3 separate regions of the Zea mays genome follow, and regions 2 and 3 are each linked to region 1. Evidence: chromatin contacts called from public Hi-C data. All regions are on one chromosome and are shown on one strand. The core of a region is the stretch at or near the end of the contact, and the rest is flanking DNA. Distances in the headings are between cores, read along the strand shown. Region 1 holds the start of LOC103626268 (UTP:RNA uridylyltransferase 1). Region 2 holds the start of LOC100274993. Region 3 holds the start of LOC103626267.

The links. A called contact is a pair of places that touch in the nucleus more often than the background predicts.
Region 2: a Hi-C map of endosperm shows a contact between it and region 1, with 4 times the contacts expected there. The contact joins the promoter of LOC100274993 here to the promoter of LOC103626268 in region 1. A contact is called at or near these places in 7 of 25 Hi-C or Micro-C datasets (bundle sheath, ear, endosperm and 2 more).
Region 3: a contact with region 1 is called in a Hi-C map of leaf, with 4 times the contacts expected there. The contact joins the promoter of LOC103626267 here to the promoter of LOC103626268 in region 1. A contact is called at or near these places in 3 of 25 Hi-C or Micro-C datasets (ear, leaf and tassel).

Annotation. Positions count from the first base shown.
Region 1 is chr5:41,165,282-41,169,309 of Zm-B73-REFERENCE-NAM-5.0, forward strand. LOC103626268 (UTP:RNA uridylyltransferase 1) reads right to left here and starts at 2,222. Exons shown (of 6, transcript XM_008646661.4): 1 at 867-2,222. The coding sequence starts at 2,093.
Region 2 is chr5:40,948,623-40,952,650 of Zm-B73-REFERENCE-NAM-5.0, forward strand. LOC100274993 reads right to left here and starts at 2,326. Exons shown (of 2, transcript NM_001149219.1): 1 at 1,986-2,326; 2 at 1,384-1,802. The coding sequence starts at 2,165. The coding sequence ends at 1,686.
Region 3 is chr5:41,024,645-41,028,672 of Zm-B73-REFERENCE-NAM-5.0, forward strand. It overlaps LOC103626267, which reads left to right and starts at 1,641. Exons shown (of 1, transcript XM_008646660.3): 1 at 1,641-3,023. The coding sequence starts at 1,650. The coding sequence ends at 2,792.

The sequences.
Region 1 (4,028 bases), core at 972-3,471:
ATATATGGCCCTGGTTGTTCGCCCTAAAGATTCTGCAAAGCAGCTGGAAAGCTGGATTGCAAAAGGCTGAAGTTCCAAATGCTGCCACCATTTGAATTTATGGTATCTTTCTCTCAATCACACTCTTCGTCAACGTACAGAGAAGGCAATCATGGCTGGACAACTAAGGCCCCTAATCAGCCTTGCAATCTCAGCCTGGTCCAAGCACGAAAATGAATCTTCCACAATCTCTCCTCTTCCTCCCTATTTCCCCTTCCATTCCTTGCATAGTTGCATGTACGGAAAAGAATTCTTCTTCCTTCCCGCATATGTAGGCAGTTATGGCTGGGGTCCATGGCCCACATCTCCTTGCAATCATGGCCTCAAAACGGGTTGTCTATGGCCCCCTCTATTCACATCATATTTCCCGTTCAGTTCCTTACAAATGAGTTGAACAACAAAGAGCTTGCTGTTGCCATGGCCACAGTGCAGAGTGGGAAGTGCGAGGGAGAGGTGATTGGGAAAAATAAACAAACAAGTACTCCGTCCTTTCCAAATTATAAGTCACTTTGACTTTTTTAGTACACTGAATTTGTTGTGTGTGTGTGTCTATCTATCTATCTATCTATCTATCTATCTATATATATATATATATATATATATATATATATATATATATATATATATATATCTTGATGCATAGCAAATTCTATTTAGCAAAAAAAAAGTCAAAGCAACATAATTTGGAACGGAGGGAGTACATTGTAATGGCATGGTGAGTACAAAAGGTTGGAGTGTGGATTGTTGGACTATGAAAATTGGGCAATCTAGAATTAAAATCTAGTTGTTCATTACAGACACGGGTTATGAAAAATGATCCAATTTACCTTACTCCTCAGGATAGGTTTTTCCAACACTACTCCCTTGGCATCACCATTGCCATCAATCAGCAGATTTTGTGCCATCTGCTCAATTATAGCATCTTCCCTGTCACCACCATCATCTTGTTCATCATGTCCAGCAAATCTAATCTTACTCTTTTCATATGACACTTCAAACTTACTTGCCTCCACTACCCCTTCTTCATCAATTCCATCCTCCAAAACTACTTTCCCTATTCTGCCTCCTTCCAAACCACTCGCTTGATTCTCCGTAATTTCCACTGGAACTGAACTGCCAGCAGGTATTGTCAAATGGTGCACCTCCTTCACCAGTGCCTTACCAGATGTGTAATGGGCATTCACATTTGGCAGCTTCCGCGAAGCATAGCCCTTGTCCTCCCTAAGACCCTGCCACCTCTGCTCCCTTTGTAGCGGATTGGTTAAGCGGGATTCATGCTTGCCATGACCACCATGTGGTGCCCTGCCTTCCTGGACGGGAGGCATGTACTGATCTACATGGAGCCTCCTGCCACCTAAGATAGGAAGTGTATGCTGCTCTCCAATTGGCATCCTGCCAAACTGTCCATTGGCATTGATCTCAGGCGGGGTCCGTGACAAAAAACGATCTTGCTGCTGTTCCCTGTAAAACTGCTCTCCGTGTCCATGAGGCATTCTGCCAACCGGATCACGAACATCTGCAAGAGCCGGAACGAAATCCACGGGACGAGGATTGTACTGCTCCTTACGCAATACCACACCAGATGCACTCCGCGCATCACGGGCAGCAGGAAGTGGATGCGACGGCTTGCCAAACCCTGGAGGCGGCGCCCCCGACCGAGGCCTCTCCGCCCTAACCGCATCCCCAGATCCGAACCCTCTACCGCCAAGAGCAGCGAAGGGGTCCCCTGGAGCGAATCGGGGATCCGAGAATCGGGGTTGCTGCTGTACGTGCGTGGTCGAGGTGGAGGACCACCCGAAGTCCCCTCCTTGCGTCTGCGCCGATGCGGCGAAGAGAGGCCCCACGGCGGCGACGGCAGGGTCACTAAAGAAGTGGTGCGCCCCCGGGGCAACGGGGGACGGGGCGAGGATTTCCTCTCGCGGGTGCGCAGAAGGAGGGTTTTGGAGGAGGCGGAGTAGGAGACCGCCGTCGAAAGACGCCGGTGAGGTGTGTGTGGCAGTGGATGGCGAGGCTGACGTGGGGCGGCCGCCACTGCGACCGGAGGAGTCGGCCATCGGGGGCGGCGAGGACCTGGGCCTCTGTGACGATATTTTCCCAGCTTTGGTACCTTCTCGTTCTATTTTTCATGATACTGCCCTGGTAGTCGGAATGGAGCAGCCGTTTTCCAATTGTTTGTTGATAAAAAAAAGGGAAATTTGGATCCATACCATTAAAAGATCATCACTTTGGATCCATACCATTACTATCTCACTTACATGTGGGTCCACATGAGTCAATGACATATGGGGTCCATGGTATATATCTAAAGTTTGGATCTTTTAATGGTATAGATCCAATTGTTCCTAAAAAAATGAGCCCCTGTACATTCCGTCTATGGGCCTGTATAAAAAAAATGAGCTGTCTATCTCATCTTATCTATATCATCTTATATCTAAGCCGCTACGTATCTCGTCTATCTCATCTTTTATTTCAAACTTCACTCTAAATATTATTATCTACGGTATAAAACACATTGTTTTACAAGATCTGCTAGATATAGTCTAATATTTTTCTTATTAAAACCCACACAAGTTTAGGATGTTGTTTGTGCTTCGGACGCGTGCTCACATCCTCCTCTAGACCCATCGTTTTTATCAAATAGAGCTATGAGCGTCCGTGTCATGTTTCCTCCTGGACTCTCCCTCTCTCATATTGACTACTTCTCCCTTCTAGATCTGCCTCCTCCCTCACGAGGAGGCGCGGAAGCAGCAGTTGCATCTTCAGCAGCATGCGAGGGCAGGAGCTAAAGGGAGGAGACGCTCGAGAGGAGGCGGATGGCGGTGGCGGTGGCGTGCCAGGTGAGAAGCTCGTTACCGAGGGCAGTTAACACGGAACATGTGGCCATGAGGTAGCCGCCTTAGCTCATCGTCGGAGGAGGAGGACGTACGCAGATGGGCGCAGATGAGGGGGAGATCCGAGCGGTCGAATCTCAGACGGGCGATCGGGATTAGGTTAGGTCTTATTAAATCTGGGTCATCCAATCTCAGACGGACGCCTGGGATCTAACGGCCAGCCTAGGCTAGGTCCCTCGACCACCAGCGGTGGCGCCGCTCGTGTCCACAACGGAGGCCCGCCAGAGATGAGGGCGCGAGCACGCTGGGGCCCGCTGGGACGCCGAAAAGGGCTCAGGGAGATTCAGGGCGGTGCGGCGAACACGGCTAGGGGCACAGCACCGGCACAAGGGCGCTGGAGGGGGCGGTTCACGGTGAGGCGGCACGGCGGCGGCGCAATCCTACTCCGGTGAGCAATCGCGCACAACCAAGGGCAGACCAGGGGGAAATAGGGGAGGGGCTGGGTGTTTACCTCGAGAGGAGACTCCGAGACCCTTGAACGGTGATAGGGACACGACGAGGGCCTGGATCGAGGGCGGCGGTCCTCCGGCTACACGAGGGAAAGCTCTGGTGAGCACGGGCAGATAGAACCAGAGGGGAGAGGGCAAATGGAGGCGCATCTCGAGTTGCGGACACCGAGGCGGAACTCACCGAAGCAATGGGCACAGCGAGGCCTCAACGACGGCGGCATAACAGACGTGAGGGCGCGGTGAACTATGACGGCCCTTCGAGCTCGGGGAAGAGGCAGCGCACGAGCGAAGGCGAGCTGGGAGGTGGCTGCAAGTGGAGGAAATGGTAGAGTGGACGGGAGGAGGGGGTTTGAGTAGAGGTCAGGCACGTGGGTAGTGGTCGGGATTTGCGCGGACGTGGGCGCGGCCATGGCGGGTGCGCAGACCGGAGGTTAGAGGAGGGGAAGAGCTGACAAGCGGGGCCCGCAAGACAGCGGCACAAGCGCGCCGTCACGGCAATGGGAAGAGGTGTCGACAGGCGGGGCCCGCTGAGCAGGGAGCGCGTAGGCGTGCGGATGCGCGAGGAAAGGCGCCAACACGCAGGGCCCAGATGGCAGAGAGAGGGAAGGAGAGAGCGCGCGGGCGCGAGGACTGCCGTTGATAGGTGGGG
Region 2 (4,028 bases), core at 1,076-3,575, 220 kb before region 1:
CATCTTAGCCAACAGCAGGTAGACTCTTTAAGAATCTGGAGTAGCTTTTGCTGGTGAGCCGAAGTGATAGACTCAAAGATGTTTAGATCAGATTGTCAAGTGCTCCGAAATTAGTCAGTTCTATTCTATCATCTCAGGCCAGAGATGTTTTTCCCTTTGCTGCTAAGGCTCTTCTGTTGAAGCAGTATGGTTTCCTTCGGCCTTTCCCTCGCCAGCTGCAAGCACAGTGGTCAACCCTTTGTACTTGCTGTGCGTCCGACGATGCCAATGGCTGCCGCCAAGCAAGAAGGCAGAAAAGAAGGATGCTGCCATGGAGGAGGGAGAAAAGGGGACTGAATCACTGAACTGAGTTTCAATCTGGTAATGTCGACTAGGTACCCGCGATGAGGATGATAGCAGGAAGCAGCCCCCATCTTTTACAGCTTGGAACTTCATGAGCAGCTATCGGATGGCTCTGAGCAGTTGGCGTCTTGGCGAGATGGGTTCCGTACCAGTGGGGTTAAAAAAAACAAAAATGAAGCAAGTATGATGTAGCACGGCAGTGACGGCACGGCACGGATGAAAAGCGAACGTGGGAGAGCAGTAGCACCAACAGGATAACTTGGACAGCAAACTGCCACATCACAGGTGTTGTTCACACCTCAGCCTTCGCCATCATCGTCATGGATCACAATACAAAGATACCCGTACCATCACAAATCTTGAAGGACAAAAGCGTTACCTGTTCATGTTCTAAACCACGTGTATTTTCATTAGTAATCAGCAATCCACCTAGCAGGTGGTATAAATAGCTGTGTAAAATACTGTTTTATAATGTGGATTACAATGTTTGTAGAGTTAAGTTTAAAACATAACTTAGATGTTTGTAGAGTGAAGTTTAAAACATAACTTAGGAGAGGTGGTGGGATAGCAAGTCTGCTGGATATAGTGTAAGACTAACGGGTTGTTTGGTTTGCTACCTAAGACGCCACAACGTGTCTAACTTTTCTATCTAACCTTAGTTCTTCAATTCGAGCGACTAGGGTTAGACAGATTATGACGCCTTAGGTAGGAAACCAAACAGGCTTTAAGACTAGGATGTGGATTTGGCAAGTTGCACCCAAATCAAAGTTAACCAAGATGCCATGTGAAAGGATGAACTCCAGCAATTCTCAAAAAAAAAAAAACGGTGTTGCATCCAACAGAATATATATATATATATATATATACTTGTGAAAAAGATGGTGCAAATAAAAAGGGGGGCACCGGGATACTCTGATGCACTACTAGAGAACTAGAAGTCCCTGAAATATGGGCCCCGTACGACGACATGGCCTGCGTGCCAGCGACTTCGAATTCCAATAATGCTTGTCCAAACAACCAAATCAGGGACGAAGAAATGTGTGACATTATAAATAAAGAAATAGAGTAGCGTTTGCTCAAATCGACATGCCGGGTATAATCTTAATCCTTCCCTCTCGCACAAACACAAACAAGCTAAAAAAGGAGAATGAATGGTCACGGACCACCGACATCAACAAGAGGACGAACAGCACAGCACCAAATGAAAAGGGGAAGCCTGAAATTGTTGTTCTAACAAAACTCGGTGGCCTAAGCGCCACCAGCAACAACGAATCGCCGAATCATGGCGGCGGGGAGATTACCACCGGAGCATAGGCAGCCAGGCGGATCGCGGGTCCGTCGCTTCAGCGGTGCGCCGTGACGAGCGTCTCGATGAAGCGCAGGCCATCGAATCGCGGCGCGAACCGCTGCCCGCGGCGACCGCCGCTATGGCTGTTGTCCCTCGACGCCGACGAGGATCCCTGTGGTGAAAAACAGGCGCGAACGGTACCAATTAGCCAACCCTGCTTCTATTTCCCCCCGATCTTTACTTGGAATGTAAATCGAGGCGGAATCGTTATCCCTCCTATATTATATATCGCGCCATACAAGACAGGGGAGGCCGGGAGGGGGACCCAGGAATCCTCGATCCGCGGGAGACGCACCTCAGGGACCTCGTCGTCGTGGTGCTGCCGGGAGAGCACCAGCCCGTCGCACCTGCCGACGGTCGCGGCAGGGGCCGGCGACGGAGCGGAGGCGTCGCAGTCGCAGGCGAGGAGCTCGGCGCCCGACGCCGCCGCCACGGTCGCCGCGGAAGCCACGGCGGCTGCCAGCCCCCACTTCATCTCTCCTCCCCCTTGCGGCGGTCGGCGGCGGCGCTTGTGGTCGGCGGCTGGCAGACTCCAAGGCGTGTGGTCGGCGGCTGGTCCACGCCGGCCTTACGTCGCAGGTCGAGGTGTGAACACGCGGGGAGCGCTTGCTTGCTGGCGACGAGTACGGGATGTGAAGGCCAGGGTTGGAGGAGCGGCGGCGTGGGGTCGCGTATATAGGGGAGGGAGCTAGCGTGGGCCCGGATTTGGCGCGCGGGTTTTAACCCGATTGGAATTTCTAGTCGGCGCTGTGGAGCCCACTGGTGGGTTCGCTCGATTCCAGTGGCGACCCGCCAGCGAGTGGAGGCAGGGGATGGATGGATGGATCGCGCGCGATTGGACGGCATCGATCGGGTCGTGTCCTCGTGTGAGTCAGTCGCTGGTGGTCCGTCAACGCCTCCACGCCGTGTACAATGGTCTCGTAGACGTGGCACTGCCATGAAACGGGGCAACCGGACGCCACTGTGCTGCGCGTGACCTATAGATTGGTACCTCAGCAGTAGGGACAGACGGGGCGAATCCAGCGCCAATTTTGCCGTGGTGCACCTTAATGGCTTTGGAAGCGATAAAACCAGAGATGGTTGTAGGGCTAAATTTCTATTTTTATTTAAAATTAAATATAAAGCGAAAATTTAATTCTCTAATCTATTCTGGTTTTATGGCTCCCAAACTAGTTCTTAATATTAGTTTCGGAGCCACAAGATGAGAGGAGATTAGAAGGGTTAAAATCTTCTTCTTATTTAAAAATATTTTGCTATTGAGAAAGGTGAACGTGGCGTCGCCCCTGGGGCTAGATATCGAGCTATCTCGGTTCGGCTCATCCAAGTTCGAGCTGCTCGTTAAGCTAACGAGCCACATAGTTGGCTCGGCTCGTTTAAGAGTTCGAGCTGGCTCGTTTAGTTGGCAAGCTAGAGCAGAAAAAAGGAATATGTATATAATAATCAATTTCTAATTAATTTTAAAATAAATTAATAATAGAAAATAGTAATTATACTAAGTTTTATAGACCATAACAATGTAACAACAAATTAACACAACTCATCAATTCATAATTCAGACACATGTTCACCAGTTTAACACATAGCTATATTCGCATACATCAACTTAACACATAGACATAGTCCATCAATTATTAGTTTAACTCATAGGCCATACACACGACACATACATATAATATGTCATCAATTGTTACATAAATGATATATATATAGTTTCGTTTTACTAAAATGTGATAGCTCGTTTAGCTCACGAGCTGGCTTATTAACGAACCGAGCTTGCTCGTTATCGACCCGAGCTAGAATAACAACTTAGCTCGTGAAAAAAATTCAAACAAGTCGATTCGAGCTGACCATGAACCGAGCGAACCGACGACCCACGAGCATTTCGTCCAGCCCTACCCAGCAGGCAAGGACAGGATACAGGCATAGAAAGTTGACTTGTGCAAGCAGGACAGCGCATGACTTGTATGGTCTTCATCTTTCATGACGGAACTAGATGAAATCTTGCAATGTGACTGTCCTGGCAAAACTTTTTTTAAGATGAGATCAAATTATGTATTGTGCGTCAGGCATATATGGTGTGAGGCAAGTCTACTTTTGAGTATTACTTTCAGTTTTACTTCAAGTATTACTTTACTTCTACTTCATGATTATTTTTGCGGTAGTCTAGGGACAATTTAATTTAAGGCTTAGGATTGTGTTAGTCTGTCGTTAAACAAGTCGTGTGGCTTGCTGGTGTTATAAGTCACACCTAGTCCTAGTTAACTACTAGGCTGCCTAGCTCTGACCCTCGCTATGGAGGAGCTTTAGTGTTGCTTCAACACTATTATAATGTGTCATC
Region 3 (4,028 bases), core at 391-2,890, 140 kb before region 1:
TGTCTCACAGTTCAATGAAGACTTCAACATATTGAGTTGGTGGCATGAACATAAACTTACCTATCCTATTCTTTCTCTCCTTGCTAAAGATGTCATGACTGTCCCTGCTTCAACTATATCTTCTGAATCAACTTTTAGTCTTGTTGGCAGAATGATTGAGGAGCGCCGTCGCCGACTCACAGTGATATGGTGGAGATTTTATCATGTATAAAGGACTGGGAATTAGCGAACTCACATATGCAGCACAATGTGGAGAAGGACACCAAAGAGATGGAACTTATACATGAAAGTATGATCCTTGAAGATGCAGCCTCTGTTTGAAATGTTTGTAATGAACACTTATTTGTTTTCTGTACTGTGGACTGTAATGAACACTATTACTTAAATTTGGAGCTAGCTGTACTCTTTTTTCCTTTCTAGGGTTTTCTCATGAGGTGTGAGTTTTTACCTAGAAAGGTTTTTAACGAGGCAGCATCGCGCATCAGCTCCAAATGTAATTAAATATCTATTTTGCTGAATCTGGATTGTGATGTGGACTTCTAGTTGTATGGTGACATGTATTGTATATGAATCTGGATAATGTAAACTGAATCTGGATTGTTTCCTGAAGTATTAATGTGATGCTTTGGAATATATATTTGAATTGTGATTTAGATATGAATCTGGATTCTGGAATATATATTGTAAATCCGATTTGTTTTCGGGCTATTGGGCGGCCCGACCCAATCTAGCCCACCGGGCTCACGGTATGGCACGGCCCGATCTGGCAGCGATCGTGCCGGGCTTGGGCCGAGGAGGTGGCACGGCGTGCTGGCCTGGCCCGGCACGAGGTAGTAACCGTGTCGTGCCCATACCAGTTTTATCGGGCCGTGCTAACAGCGGGCCCGTGCCGAGTCGGGCCGGGCGGCACATTTGGACATCTATACTTATTGTTCTTGCTTGTGTACTTCAGCTAGAAAAAATATGGTAAAAATGCTCCTTCTGGGGTAATGAAAAACTTTAGTCAGAAAAAAACAGCAACAAAAGTTATATAACTCTTGCTGACACCTGCGACGACTCCAAATGTCCTCTGATCTGCCAAATGAGTTAAGAGCATCTCCAAGAGTTCTAATCCCTTAAATCCTTAGATATAGGGCAACATTCTGACAAAAGAAATCCCTTCGCCAGCTGTCCTATCTCTAATAATATATACATCGTGAATTTGAGAGAGAATAACTTAAGATATCACTAAATGTAGGATGTTGAACGGAGAGAATTTTTGAGGGTGTTTTTTTTTGGTTAGGGATGAACGGCCACAGAGGGATGTGTTGGGAATGCTCTGACATAGGCTTATCTGTAATGGTAGGGATCAAAATTATTATACCCGAACGCATGTTGTAAACTGTGAAGACTTTGGGCTCCAATCACTTGGGCTTCATCCGTAAGGGTCTGTAAGATGGTAACGGTGGCAGACCCCGGCCCAATTTCAATGTGAGGCGTACACAAGACTGATATACGTGTTTTCCTAGCCCTCAAGCCTGCCTTCCAAGTTCCAATAGCCTGCCTGCCTTCCAAGCAAAGCAATTATAACCAGTCTCCTGGCGTGTTGCATCACCGAGCGCACGCACGCACGCACGCCGGGTACCCATTCCATGCATGCCTTGCGATAGATGCTCGCCCCGCCCGCCCATGGGAAGCAACAAAGATACCGTTCGAGAGCGAGGCGAGACATGTATATAGCTAGCTGCCTGCCTCACAACCTTGCGTGTTGCATAGTGTGCAAGCGCAGCTCGATCGGTGCGCAAGACAAAACCGCCACAACCATGGGCAAGCAGGCAACATCGTGCGTCGGCTGTGGCGCCGTCCACCTCGCCGTCCTGTTGCTCAGTTTGGCGCGCCCGTGCCACTCCTCGCTCTACCGCCCGCCGCCGCCGTCCGCCATGGTCTACCACGCCGGCGAGGTGCTCGACGGCGCCGTGCCGGTCTCCGTCCTCTACTACGGCGCCTTCTCGCCACACCAGAAGGCCGTCATCGCCGACTTCCTGCTCTCCCTCTCCCCGCGCGGCCGCCAGCCGCAGCGCCACGGATTTGGGACGCCAGGACCCGCGCCTGCGCCGTCGGTGGCCCGCTGGTGGGAGACGGTGGACCGGTACGCGCGCAAGGCCGGCCGGGAGCCGCCGCGGGTGCTTCTGGCCAACCAGGTGCACGACGAGGCGTGCTCGCTGGGGAAGACGCTGTCCAGGGTCCAGGTCGAGCGGCTGGCGGCGCGGCTCGGCGTCGCGCCAGGAGGCGTGGCCGTCGTGCTCACTGCCGCCGACGTCGCCGTCGAGGGACAATGCAGCAGCGCGTGCGGGACGCACGGGGCCTCCGCGCCTGGGGGAGCCGCGCACGTGTGGGTGGGCGACGCCGCCGTTCAGTGCCCGGGGCGGTGCGCGTGGCCATTCCACCCGGCCGAGGGCTTCGCATACGGCGCCAGGCATGTGCCCGGGCGCGGCCGCGGCGAGACGCTGGCCGCGCCAAACGGCGACGTCGGTGTGGACGGCATGCTGATCAACCTCGCGGCGCTGCTGGCGGGCGCGGTCACCAACCCATATGGGCACGGATACTTCCAGGGCGACCCCGGCGCACCCGTGGAGGTGGCGGCTGCATGCCCCGGCGTCTACGGCCGCGGCGCGTACCCGGGGTACCCCGGCGCTGTCAGGCTTGACACGGCTACCGGAGCTGGGTACAACGTGGTCGGCCGGAACGGCAGGAAGTATCTCGTGCCGGCGCTGGTCGATCCCGACACCAACTCTTGTATCATCATGACCTAATGGAGTCATCAGCTGATGACGAGGCTCGTCTGATCTGCACTCGCTTGTGACATGAGAGCCATTAGGAGTTGGGGCAACCTATGCTTGCTTGTTAATTGTTATTATGCCAGGGTACATACGATCTAGGCGCTGAATGACATTAATTTGTCTTATATAGGTAAACCACCACCATATTTTAGTGGTATTTACAATTTAAAAAGTTATGTTTCTAATACAGATCTAATTAAACGACTCTGATGAGAATGCTAACTAGCTTGCTTTGTATGCATATGGTTCGCAAAGAATTGTAACATATTATTAGGTTGTATCTAATCCACCACGTCTATATCCACCACCACATAAAATATCGTTCGGTTTATATCTACTATTGTTAGCACGTGCCTACCACAACACTTTAATGTATGGTCTTATCAACCTATAGTCACCTTATCGTCACATCAACTTTTCTTACTGACTCTTATTTAAAGTGAAACACAATGATTTATCTAAATAAAAATTATATAATATAAACAAATTGAAATTACATAATTTATAATTTTTTTTAAAAAATGGATTTTTATTTTTGTAGATTTTTTCTTTAGAAATTAGATTATCGGTAGCGACAAGTCCAAATAAGTACTGACCAAAAACATACGAAAACTTGTGACAACGTCCAAAGGTTTTAGACTGTCCGCAACCGTTCCCCCTAAATTTTCCCCCTAAATGTTACTATGCAGCCACGTCAGCAAGATTCCATCCTCTATATTCACTCGTCCCGCAACCGTTCCCTCTATAGTTTCCCCTATATATCCCTCTACTCATTAAAAAACCATTTCCATATAACTAACTTTAACCAACTTCAATTTTGATTTTCTTTAATTATTTTGCACACGTCCGACATGTTGCGCATGTATTCAAAAATATAATTATTAAAAAATAATTACTTTACAATTACTTGCACATATAATATATAACAACTATTATTTTACAATACATTCGAATTTGCATATTTTCGTGATCACGTTTTTTCCGTCCTGGGATAAGAAATATATTTTCCTGCGAACCAAATTGCACTAGTCGTATGCGGCAAGCCGCACTTGTCTTCCAACGAAAGCCATGTTTGTCTTTCGTGGGAAGCCACTAGCTTCCACCTGAAGCCGCATTCCTCTCCCCTATATATATGGAATCCATCTCTTCACAAATGCAACAACAAACTTCACTACATCAACAATTCAAACATTTCACAGTATGTCTCAC